Linked DNA regions of Mus musculus: all the other regions are linked to region 1. A link is a contact called in public Hi-C data. All regions are on one chromosome and are shown on one strand. The core of a region is the stretch at or near the end of the contact, and the rest is flanking DNA. Distances in the headings are between cores, read along the strand shown.

Region 1 (4,268 bases), core at 684-3,183:
CCCAGCTTTCCACATATCCTATGAAATACAGTTTTTGAGGAGTAGAGGAGAGATGTTCTAGAGAGCTGTCTGTCAAATGCAAAAAAGGGAGGGGCCTGAGAAATGAAGACACTGGCTAAGGCACCTGCTGCCAAGTCTGGTGACCTGAGTTCAATTCCCAGAACAACATGGTAGAAGAGAACTGACTCTTGCGCATTTGCCTAGCAACGTACTGTGGTAATGTACATATCCATAAATGTCTACACAATACGCACGCACGCGCGCGCGCGCGCGCACACACACACACACACACACACACAGAGAGAGAGAGAGAGAGAGAGAGAGAGAGAGAGAGAGAGAATATAAAGAAGATTCTGAGAACTCCAATGGTCCTGATGGAGTAGTGGTGGGAACACCATGTTGGAAGCAGAGATTCCAAATTTAAAGAGATTTTCTCTTGTCCTTTAGGCTTCACCAAGATTACAAGGAAACTATAGTGCTGAGTGGTTCCTGTTTAACTTTCTGTCTCTTTTTGTAAAGATTGTAGTAGATAATCTTCAATTCTACAGAAATTCTCTTACACTGTGAAATCAGAGACCTAAGGACGAAATGATCAGAAAGGATAGTAGTCCTGGAGTGCTGGTTTCCTATCTAGAACTAGGAATTTTTGTTCTCATTGTACAACTGTCAATATATCATGTTTATGTTTTATTTTTAATGTACTTATATTGATTAATATATTTTTGTGAACATTTATATCTATTCCAGTGAATTATATTGATTAATACTATATTTGATATATTTCCATATATAATTCTCCATCTGTCATAGTAACATTAAAATTTGTCTGTGTGACTCTTCCTGATGCTGATCAGTAGGAAAGGAGTTCAGATCACAGACTGGCACCTAGAAGCAAATTCTGCTACTGTGCTCCCTAGAAAGAAGCAGATACTGGCTTCCAGAGGAGGTGTGGGTATCCAGAGGGGATCAGCTGCTACCTGGGTTACAATGGTACTAGACCTAGGAAGACTTAGGGTTGTTGGGAAAGAAGAATACAGAGAGATCTTTCTTGGGGAAGCTAGAGACTTTCCCCGTTTTGTTTTATGAACAAAGCCTATGCATTTTGTTTATATTAATTTTGTTCTAAACATGATCTTCCCTATTGCCTCCAACACTCAGGAGTGCCAGCGTTTCTGGTTGGGTTTTCAGATTTACCAACATCTATGTCAGCCATTTATTTGTTACTGTGCTGAGTTACAAACGCTACATGTGTATTCACCTTGCCTTTGGACTGTACCTGATGTAGCTTGGTGGCTCAGGGGACAGTCAGATACAGAAACCTAAGGCGTGTGTGTGTGTGTGTGTGTGTGTGTGTGTGTGTGTGTGTGCGTGCGCACGTGTGCACGCTTGCGTGCGAGCGTGTGCATGCACAGGTGTACAACCCCTCAGAGGAAAACTTAATAAGTACATTAATCATGCTTCTAGAAGTTTCTAGAAGTATAAATCTGCATTCATAATCTAGAGGATCAACATCAGCTTCAAAGAAAGACAATAGTCATTTCTCCTTTACATGTCTCCCCACTGGGGTTGTGTGAGGGGCCTATTAGACTTCCGGGAACTTCCCAAAGCAGACTCGGAAAGTGGGTGAAGGGTGAGGATAAGTTAACACTGATCAGCCACCTAATTAGTATGGGTACTGCTCTTAAGACACATGCTTCATACATGAAAGAAACTAGCAGGTTTAATAATAAAAGTGGTGCATTCCTTGAAGTCTCTCTTCAGCAGCAGAACCTTGTGGCTTATCCAGATGGCCCATCATTCGTATTAATGACAAACTTAATTTCTTGAGTAAATTTCCACCAACTGTTCTCCCTTGATTTTTACTGCTCAGTGAAATCTATCTGGAGGAAAACTAAACAGTGCATGACCCGTATATCACAAAATGAAGGGGAGAACAGATTAAAGCTGACTCCAGTAGAAGGCGGAGCCCTGAGTGCCCGGCAGTAAGGACAGCACCGAGTCTCAATCCTTTCTGCTCACTGGAATTAAATCCCCTGCTCTGTGAAGGTGGCTGATGTCTGGGTCTGACCCCAAACCCACTAAATTGGAGTGGAGCCCGGGCTTTGATGTGTTTAAAAGCTTTCCAGGTGGCTGCAGAACACACCAAGCCAGATGAGAGAAAGGGAGCACAGCCTATTTGCCAATTTGTTCGGCATTTAATCTAGATATATGTACAAAGTGTGATGTGCTTTAGTGGGCACATGTGTGGGTGGGAGTGTGTGTGTGTGAGATAGAAGAGATAGGTAGGTAGATAGATAGATAGATAGATGTAGATGTAGATAAATGATAGGTGATTGATAGATAGATAGATAGATGATAGATAGATAGATGTAGATGTAGATGTAGCTATAGATAGATGATAGATATAGATATAGATAAATGATAGATAGATAGATAGTAGATAGATAATGTAATGAAATTTCAGATAGTGGACAGTTCACAAATATACCCAGAATATTTAACTGTCTGAGATGTTGATAGCTTTTTTCTAAGAAAACATTGAGGAGGCTGACGCCTGCTGGAGAAATGCTGAAGTAAGCTAGGCTCACAAGCTTCTCTGCAGGAGTTCCCAAGGCCTTTAAGAAGTCGGGTAGGATCCAGAGACTGCCCCACCTGGGGATCCATCCCATAGACAACCACCAAGCCCAGACACTATTGCAGATGCCAACAAGGCTTTGCTGACAGGAGCCTGATATAGCTGTCTCCTGAGAGGCTCTACCAGTGCCTGGCAAATACAGAAGTGGATGCTCACAGCCATCCATTGGACAGAGCACAGGGTCCCCAATGAAGAAGCTAGAGAAAGTATCCAAAGAGCTGAAGGGGTTTGCAGCCCTCTAGGATTAACAACAATATGAACTAACCAGTACCCCCAGAGCTCCCTGGGACTAAATCACCAATCAAAGAAAACACATGGTGGGACTCAAGGCTCTAGCTGCATATGTAGCAGAGGATGGCCTAGTCGGTCATCAATGAGAGGAGAGGCCCTTGGTCCTGTGAAGGCTCTATGCCCCAGTATAGGGGAATGCCAGGGCCAGGAAGCAGGAGTGGTGGGATGGGGAGCAGAAGGAGGGGGAAGGGTATAGGGGATTTTCAGAGGGGAAACTAGGAAAGGGGATAACATTTGAAATGTAAATAAAGAAAATATCTAATAAAAAAAAAGAAAAAAAGGATAATATGTCTTGATATACTTTCAAATAGTTGAATGACTTTTAATAACAAGTTTCATTCAAAGAAATAGTGTCATTTTACATAAGCCAAGGATCAAAAATCAAATTTAGGAAGAAATTAAAGTCTTTGTAATTCAAATCGTTTAAAATTCCAAATGCTTGTATTTCTTTTCTTTACCCTCCCCCCACCCCAGAATGACTAAAACATTCACTAAAGATTCATCTCTTTGACAGATAGCACTTTGGTTTTATAAATATGAATTAAAAAAACAAAAAGAAGTCGGGTAGGTGATGGGTCTCCAGCTTGCCTCTTCTGAACACTTCCTGTTGTCCACATTGCTGGACTTGCTTCTGCAGGGGGTCAACTGTGATCAATACATTGCATATAAAGTGGGAGCTGGCAAGGGCAGCAGGGTCCCTTACAGTTGTCCTTTTAATACTTCTGGATCTTGTCTCTTGCTCAAAGCTTCCTCCCCCACCTTCCTGGCTTTTAAACGTGTCCACTTCCTGCCTCCCACCCCCATCAATCACCCTGACAGAGTGCCTCACCACTGCCAGAAGCCTGGTCCTGTTGACACAGGCATTGCCTTCATGGCTGCGATGACACTGGACTTCTCTGAGAGAGCCTTTGGCAGCACAGAAACTTCCTTTAGTTGGTTCAGTTTTCATTGTGAAGATGATGCCAGTGGGTCCTGCTACCTGAAGTCTCTGTGTTAGCAACTTGACTCTCAATGACGTGTTGAGAATATGGAGTCTCAAAGACATGTCTGGGTTATGTGAGGTTGGTCTCTGCCTTCATCAGATGATGTTCCTAGTTCCTAGTGAAGGGCCTGGTAGGCTCTGCCTCATCCCTTACCCTCCTGCTCATCTGTCCTGTGAGGACCAAGCCTCCCACCACAGGGGATCGAGTGTCCAGAAGATACTTTAGGAATGGACACAACTTTGCCATATATAAAACCTTTGGGTACCTTGACAGGTGGCATCCCAGAAGAACCATGAGATAATAAATCTCTCCTATTCTACATTGTCTGGGAACAAGAATTCTGTTACCACAGCACAGAG
Region 2 (4,268 bases), core at 1,037-3,536, 350 kb before region 1:
AGCACTAACTATGCCTCCATCCTTCTTGGGAAACTCAGTGACACATGTTAGAGAATCGTATTGTGAAGACTGCCTTCCACAGAGCGGTACATCTTGATGAGAGCTCCTCCCTGATTGAAGGAAGAGACCTGACCTCCTTCCAAACGTCCTCACGCTCAAGTGTTATTTAATCGGAAGGAAGAGATCCAACTTCATGAAGTGTTATTTTAAATGTCTTGTGCACATACATGTGCTCATACAAGCATGCATAGATATACATACTTTTATACACACATACATGTACATAGATGATCACACATGTAGTAAATGCACAAGTGTGTATGCATATATCTCACAAGCATGTATGCACATGCACAGATGCTCACACAACATGCATGTTAACACGCAGATGATCAGATAACCATTCATATACACACACGTGTGATCATGCAATCATGAGTGTGTATACACAGGTGTTCACGCAAGCATAAATGTGCACATAAAACACATATGCATACAGTATATACGTATTCACATACTGAAGATACTTTTAAGGGTAGAAAAATTATAGATAGTAAGAAATCAGACCTGGGTGAAGGCAGGCACTGAAGCCAATGTGCTGTATGCAGAGACCAAAGCTCCCAATGGCCTCCAGTAAAGGTTCACTGTGAATTTTAGCTTGACTGGGCATGGGATCAACTAAGAGAGAGACATGTCTGTGGGAAGATCCGTGAAGGTGATTGCAATAACAGCTGAGGCAGCAATGCATCCATGCATTCATGGATACATACACAACATACATACACAACATACATACATACATGTATGCATACATACACAACATATATACATACATGCATACAGGTACAACATACTTACATACATACATGCATGCATACATACACATCATAATATATACATACATGCATATATGCACGCATATATACACAATATACACACATATATGCATATATACATGCATACATTCATATCCCACAGAGAAGCCTAATGCTTGTCTGCCTTTGCTGCCTGCTGGAGAGTGCATAGATCCTGCTGCTGCTGCTGCCACTGCTGCTGCCGCCATTGCTGTCACCTTTCACTGCTATCAGAAGTCAGGTACTTAGTCCTTCCAGGGCGGACTGAGTCCTAGAGGCTTTCCAGCAGTCTTTGGGCATACAGTGACAGGCTGGAACTGCTGCTAAGGTTTCTGGCCTCATGAGTGCAGCAGGTACCAGATTCTCAAACCTCTCACCATTCCCGTGGGCACTGTTGAACTCTCAGGCCCATACTGTGTGAGCCAATATAGCAAACTTATTGTACAACACCTTCATTCTTTCCACTATTTTCCTCTAGGGAACCCTGATTTATTCAGTCTTATTGGTGTGGCATTAATATGGCCACCAAAGGAACAAGAGACAGAACTTTTGGTCAGCTTGCTGATCTGCAGAGGAATTCAGACTTTCTGAATACAGCTAGAATGTCTGAAGGAAGAGGAGCCTCAGAAACACAGGCTGCCTGCATGCAAGGGAGCTGAGGGGACACCTCTCCTACATCTTCTTTCCAACTGCGGTCATTACAATCTCCCAAGAACACGGCGTGGAAAGCTTGGTGTGGTGTGTGTTGGGGTGGGGCTCAGTGGGCGCCACCCTGTGCTCCAGGATCATCCGAGTAAGGCACTGTGTATGGCAGTTCTTAGAAGCTAGACTGGTACATTTTGTATAAATCCCCTCTGCTTGACCAGTCTCAATTATGTTGAGGAACAAGAACAATCTGTGAAATCTGGCCAAATATCAGTATGTATGTGCACATGTGCATCCATCCACCACTGGGATGCACCAGGGAAAGCAGTTACTCACTGAAAGTGGGAAGCAGAAGCGATGGTGATTTATTTCTGTTTTCAAAGACTTGAGACACCATAAAGAGCAGAATAAAAATGGCCAAGGAAATGGAGACAGTATGAGGGGAGAGAAGAGCAAGGCAGACTGACAGAGTATTTCAGAACTGATTAAAATAAACGAGGCCAAACATACCCATGGAAAGAAGTAGAGTGTTGCCATTAAAGGAGCAAGCAAAACAAATGTCACTCTAAACTGCTATATGTGGCAAACGATCTCCCATAATCAAGAGTAAAATAGCTGTGCATTTCAAAAGAACAAGAACTGAAGGGATTCATAATCCCCATGTTCTCTCCAAAGGTACTTGGAGGAAAGAAAGTAAAACATCCAGGAGTGGGGTGCGAGCAGCTGATCTAGCCAGCCTTGGCTGCAGCAGGACAATCAAGATGTCAGACTTAATCTACTACTAAGAGTATGAGGTACTACACATTGCCACAGCAGGGCATCCTGTGAGCTGATAGCCCCAGGGCTGCCTTGTACTTGAGAAGACATTGTGTCTGTTGAACTTTAGACTCACCATTCTAATTGGAGACATCAAGCAAATTAGAGAAAACTAAACATGATACAGAGAGCAGAAAGAGAAAAAGCAAGAGTTCAAAGGGAGAAAGTAGGATTGAAATGTGATAGCAATCTTAGTGCACAAACATACCGGATAAAAAAAGATTTCCAGATGGGAATTAAAAAAAAAATCAAATTATATGTCCTGTGCATGAGTTTTGCCTACAGCCTAGTTATGCAGAAATGCTCAGGTAATTAATTGAAAAATGGATGCCAGGCGAAGAACAACCACAGGACGCCAAGCATAGCAGTATTAATACCAGAGAAAAGAGCCAAAAGGCAAAAACCACAATTACAGATGAAGAGGGCCATTATGTCTTGATTTAAGTTTAAATTTCCCAGAGGGTTATAAAAAGTCTAAATATTTATGGATGTAATAAAATAGCCAAAGACATTTTAAAAAGTGACAGAATTATATGGAGATATAGGCAAATCCATTAATAGATTGAATCTACTCATATAAGTTGGTTAGAGATTGATAAATCAGACAGGAAATATTTAGTACAGAGAAAAATATTTGAGCCATATAATTAACAAGCCAGGATTCATAGGCATTCGAGGAAAATTCAATAATTTCAGAACCATTATTTTCATTGCTACAAAGACAATTTATGTAAATATCATGCCTGTGTCACAAAAATAAGACTAAGTGAATTTTAAAGAATTAAATTAGAGCAGGTCACGTTCTCTGATTACAATGCAGTCAATTGTATATCAACAAGAAGACCAAAAGCATTAATGATAAACATCCTTAAAATTGAATGCATTCCAAAGGTTTTTTAACTTCTGCTTCGGATATCAGTCAAAACATAGTTATGAAAGAGATGGCTCATCAGGTAACTTGATGGACAAAGCCTGAAGCCCTGGACTCAATCCTAGACACTCACATAAAGGTGGAAGGAGAGGGCCAACCCTATAAGTTGTCCTGACCTCCAACCTTGTGCTATCATGCTATTGCTTGCACAACCCCCCTCTCCATAATAATAGACAAAAATTTAAAAATGAAAACAAATCTAACAATAATGACAATGGCATCTATCAAAACAGACAAGAGCCTATGCACAAGGGAGCATGGGGAGAGAGGAAGCCAGAGCGATTCAGGAGCTTGGCTGCTCATTCGTAACAGCTCACTTTCAAAGGAACTCACCAGAGAGTTCTGAGGGTACACCTCTAGTTGCTTAACTGTCTTCTGCTAGACTCCACCCCCTAAAAGATCTACCATGGTAATAGTACTAGCATACTAGAAAAGCCAGTGCTGCCTTCCTGGCATAAAGCTCTAACACCATGTAGGCAAATTAACACAGGATGTAAGGAAAGAAAAGAAATGTAAGCTAGATAGAGCCACTGTGAGTATCCTCACCTCATCTATCATTTTAAGGAAGTCATGGAGGCAAGAGTCTGAGACATCTTGTAGCCCCACATCCATAGTCAAGAGTAGAAAAAGAACTAATAATCCATGTTGTCTGCTTGCTTCTCAACTAGCCTTCTTCATCATCTTACACAGTGCAGGGTCCAGCCTAGGGAATGATGCCTTCCAACATGGGCAGGGTCAATTAACCCATGAGGACAATCCACCATAGACCTCCATAGGCCAATCTGATTCAGATTATTCTTTAAATGTGACTCTCTTCAGAGGTGATTCTAGATTGTGTTGAGATGAAAGCTAAAATAACACAACACATAAACAGGAACCTCTAAGAACCATGCCCAGTATGTGGTGAAGCTGAGGTGAAAGAAATGACCGTGGAGTGCCTTTGGGACAGACAGAGTGGAGATTTGTGGAGGCAAACACTAAGCTGGAGCATTTAGAAGTGTGGTTTGATGCTGTCTGTGTGT
Region 3 (4,268 bases), core at 527-3,026, 330 kb before region 1:
TAGCTACTACAGTCAGGATCTCTACCTTGCATTTTCATTCCTGCTGAGATGGACAAATGGCATATGCTGCCCCTACCTGTCCACTCTGTAGACATGCTTTATCAACTGAACTGGCTGGTTTTGTGTGTCAACTTGACACAAGCTGGAGTTATCACAGAGAAAGGAGCCTCCCTTGAGGAAATGCCTCCATGAGATCCAGCTGTGAAGCATTTTCTCAATTAGTGATCAAGCCTGGGAGAACCCATTGTGGGTGGTGCCATCTCTGGGCTGGTAGTCTTGGGCTCTATAAGAAAACAAGCTGAGCAAGCCAGGGGAGGCAAGCCAGTAAGTCACATCCCTCCATGGCCTCTGCGTCAGCTCCTGCTTCCTGACCTGCTTGGGTTCTAGTCCTGACTTCCTTTGGTGATGAACAGCAGTATGGAAGTGTAAGCTGAATAAACCCTTTCCTCCCCAACTTGCTTCTTGTTCATGATGTTTGTGTAGGAATAGAAACCCTAATGATGCTTGAAGACATGAATATACATGCATGATCCAGGTGCAGGGTTTCATAAAGACAACTCAGAGTCTTTCAGTTGCCTCATGAACTTTGGCCATGTTCACCCTCCTCCCCTTTCACCCCCCCTTCCTTCTTCTCACCCTGCCTACCCTGTTCATTTTCTTTCCTCAGTTGCTTGCTGCTCCTGGAACTGCTAGCTGGGTACGTTGTGAAGGAAATCGCCTGCTCCAGTTGTAGTGGAGCTGAGTGGAAGGTAGTAGAATTCATTCATTTCAGTCTAAGAAAGGGAAATGTAGCCCTTTCGGGAAGACATAAAGTTCTGGCCTCACTGATATAAATGAATAAAATTTACTCTGTAGAACCACATGAAAATTACATGCAAATGGAAAACTCATGAACTATTGCCTTTTAAGAGAGATTTTCATAAATTCTTGATTTTAAAACAACTGAAAAGGAACTGCTAAGAGCCATGTGTGAGGTGGGTGATTTATGTTGCATTTATTAGAAATTAGGGATTGCAAAGAGGTATTAAACAAAGTAGTGCTTTAAACGAGCTCAGCCAAGTAACTCATGACTTAACTGCAGCTTAGGAAGCCTTGGTTACTTATACATTTCTGCGTAGAGATAGTAAATATGTATTCAGCGTTGTGGGTTTTATTCCCATAGACTCTTCAACAATTTAGGTTTATCTTCAACACATAAATGTGCCTGGATAAATCATTCAAGTCACCTGTGATTTGGTCTCATGCTTCAATAATAAGTACTTTGGTATGTTTTGTCCCCCTTCATCCATCACTCCTGCTCTCTCTTTTTGAGGCAAACTTGCCCCTCTCTCTTGAACCATGAAATATTTAGATAGCTTAAAGCATACACACACATGCACGCACACACACAAGCACACACACACAAGCACACACACATACAAGCACACACACATACAAGCACACACACACAAGCACACACACATACAAGCACACACACACACACTGCTCTTTGTGGGGAGTAGGCACATGAGGACACAGCCTTGCCTGTGCCCCATTGTTATTTGTAGTTAAGAGTAAAATCCCCAAAGTAGAAAAGTACCTAGCAGTAAACTCAATTAAGAATAAAGATGCCTCATGGTGTGTGTATTCATGGACAAGTCACTTAGTGGTTTTATTTTAAGACCACAATGAGGTAAGTATGTTAAAAAGTGACTAAAAGAATGTAGAGAAGCCACAACAGAGAGTTTCCAATCCTCTGGGCTCTCTGCACGCTTCATTGGAGAGTTCAGGGTGGTATTTCCTGGATGAACAGACAAGAGAATAGAGGAGCCTGTGGCCTGTGAGCATGAGTTGATCAAGATGACTGTCCCAAGCTGGTCCCCATCAGTTCTGTCCTTGAAGCATACAGAGAGGGCAGAGGTAGCCCTCCACCCTCCAGACTTAACTACTGCACGAATCTCATCCTGTCTGCGGGAGGCACTCCACAGATGTCTTTGCAACATACAGAGTGTGCTTTCCCCTGTCTAGATTCAGTCATGGTGTTGTATAGACCCTGTTATCAAATGATAGGTCCCAGGGTTCTAGCATGACCTGTCTCTGTAGGTGAAATCAAAAGAAGTTTCTGAGAGCAATACCAGGACCCTGTCTCAAAAGCAGCAGGGATTATTTTTGTCAACCTAGCAATGGCTTCACAAAATATATTGTCCATCCTCCAGACACACTCTTTCTGTCTGTCTCTGTCTCTGTCTCTGTCTCTGCCTCTGCCTTTGCCTCTGTCTCTGCCTCTGTCTCTCCATCTCTCTGTCTCTCTCCCGTGTGTGTGTGTGTGTGTGTGTGTGTGTGTATGTATGTGTGTGTGTGTGGGTGTTTATAGGCTAAATGGAATCCTTAAGGGACATCTGCCTTAATTTTTGAGACATTTGAGTCTCTCAGCTACCTGTAGATTGACATCCATGGAATCTGAGGAATGAACCTGCATCTAGTCCCTATCACCAGGATTACAAAGACATATTACTACCACCCTGCCTGGCTTTTGACATGTGTGTAACAAGGAGCAAATCTCAGGTCCCCATGCTTTACAAATGGAACTATCTCCTCTGCCCCTGACTGACTTCTTCATTCAGCTAGACATGTCTGCTAGGATAGACCTGAATGAGAGCAGCTGAGATGGGCTGGGATCATCAAAAAGAAGAATATATTTCTAGTCACCTCAACACTGAGAACTGTGAATGAAGAGACCCTGTGGTTGGTTCATAGGAGATCAATCTGTAGAGATCAACAGAACTTCACCTAAGCCATCCGGTGAGGTAGACAGCTACCACCTAAGGTCTTAGCAGAATCCTGCATTGCTAGATGTATCCAGTTTCTGGGAGAGTACACAAGGTGCTGAGCTTTAGTCAAGGCTGTGCTTTTCTGAGCAGCTGATGATGAGTGTTTAGTTTTTACTTGACTTTTCTGTCTTTCTGTCTTCCTGTTTTACACCTGCCTGCCTGCCTGCCTTCCTTCCTTCCTTCCTTTCTCTCTTCCTTCCTTCCTTCTTTTTCCTTCCTTCCTCCCTCCCTTCTTTCCTTCTTCCCTTCTTTCCTTCCTTCTTTCTTTCTTTCTTTCTTTCTTTCTTTCTTTCTTTCTTTCTTTCTTTCTTTCTTATTTCCTTCCTTCCTTCCTTCCTTCCTTCCTTTCTTTCTTTCTTTCTTTCTTTCTTTCTTTATTTCCTTTCTTTCCTTCCTTCCTTCCTTCCTTCCTCCCTCCCTCTCTCCCTTCCTTCCTTCCTTCCTTCCTTCCTTCCTTCCTTCCTTCCTTCCTCCCTCCCTCCCTCTCTCCCTTCCTTCCTTCCTTCCTGTCTCTCTTCCTTCCTTCCTTCTTCTCCCCCCCCCCCCCCCCCCGTTGATTCTCAGCCAAATTCATCAGGCTCAGAGATGCTCACTGCTCCTACTTTACTGCAACACCACACACCAGAAATGATGTCTATTAAGAACATCTCAATCCATTATCACCAAAATGATGTTTTAATGAACTAATGAATTAATTTTAAAAGCAAACCCACTCAGCCACAGTAGGACTTTCCACAGGGGGAAAAAAGCATCAAGGAGCAGGTAAAGAGATCTCACCTGGTGCAGAAATCATAGTCCTGGATCTCCTGATGTCCCTTGGGCCTGTTCCTTTCCAAGCCTTGGGTTTTATTTAGACATATGAAGTAAGCAATGGTGGACAGCTTAGAAAGCCTGCTCACACTTCCAGGAATCTCCCCACTGTTTCAGTGTTTCTTCCTTAAGTTTACAAACCTCACATCTGGCTTTTGTCTATGGCTCAGGGGTTCATCTGTAAAATGAGTTAGAATCTTAACCAGCACAGGATGCCACGTCTTGGCTAAGAAGGCAATGCATACATGACTCAAAATATTTTTGAATATTAAAAAAAAGCCATCAAAACCCAACTTTCTTCTTGTTGCTTAGAAGGCTGCTGAGCACTGTGCTCTATGGCATATAGGGCATCATACCCTGCTAACTTGTGTCCCTCAGTTCTTTCCTAGCCTGAGTCAAATCCTATCTCTAGACACATTGAAGGGTATTTTTGAGCTTGAAATAAATCATATGTCTCTAACATCTAGAGGTTCAAGAACCACAAGGAGGTTCTAAAAGGTCTCCAGTTCTAAATCGCACAGTTCTCTGTCTATTGGTCTTCTGGAACCTGTGTCCTTAAATATGGGCACTGGTCACAGCAGGATATCATCAAGGACTGTTCTGTTTCTGGTTGTCCTTTTTATGTTAGAGACAACTCTCTAACACACA

The links. A called contact is a pair of places that touch in the nucleus more often than the background predicts.
Region 2: a contact with region 1 is called in a Hi-C map of the N1E-115 cell line, with 2.7 times the contacts expected there. The contact joins two enhancer-like sites. A contact is called at or near these places in 2 of 484 Hi-C or Micro-C datasets (the N1E-115 cell line and nephron progenitors).
Region 3: a Hi-C map of the MNK3 cell line shows a contact between it and region 1, with 3 times the contacts expected there. The contact joins two enhancer-like sites. A contact is called at or near these places in 1 of 15 datasets of contacts at CTCF or cohesin (the NIH/3T3 cell line), 1 of 484 Hi-C or Micro-C datasets (the MNK3 cell line) and 1 of 115 datasets of contacts at active chromatin or transcription factors (bone marrow-derived macrophages).

The regions. Positions count from the first base shown.
Region 1 is chr8:10,468,171-10,472,438 of GRCm38.p6, reverse strand. The region is part of intron 21 of Myo16 (myosin XVI); the gene reads right to left. Among named protein-coding and RNA genes, the nearest start is that of Gm51561, 40 kb to the right of the region's middle. Within about 2 kb of position 1,933, at least 4 of the 459 cell types and tissues checked have an H3K27ac peak or open chromatin away from gene starts, as enhancers often do. A contact at or near this core is called in the MNK3 cell line and the N1E-115 cell line, where this site is marked.
Region 2 is chr8:10,820,184-10,824,451 of GRCm38.p6, reverse strand. No RefSeq gene overlaps it. Among named protein-coding and RNA genes, the nearest start is that of Gm32485, 4.6 kb to the right of the region's middle. Within about 2 kb of position 2,286, at least 4 of the 459 cell types and tissues checked have an H3K27ac peak or open chromatin away from gene starts, as enhancers often do. A contact at or near this core is called in the N1E-115 cell line, where this site is marked.
Region 3 is chr8:10,796,094-10,800,361 of GRCm38.p6, reverse strand. No RefSeq gene overlaps it. Among named protein-coding and RNA genes, the nearest start is that of Gm32485, 19 kb to the left of the region's middle. Within about 2 kb of position 1,776, at least 6 of the 459 cell types and tissues checked have an H3K27ac peak or open chromatin away from gene starts, as enhancers often do. A contact at or near this core is called in the MNK3 cell line, where this site is marked.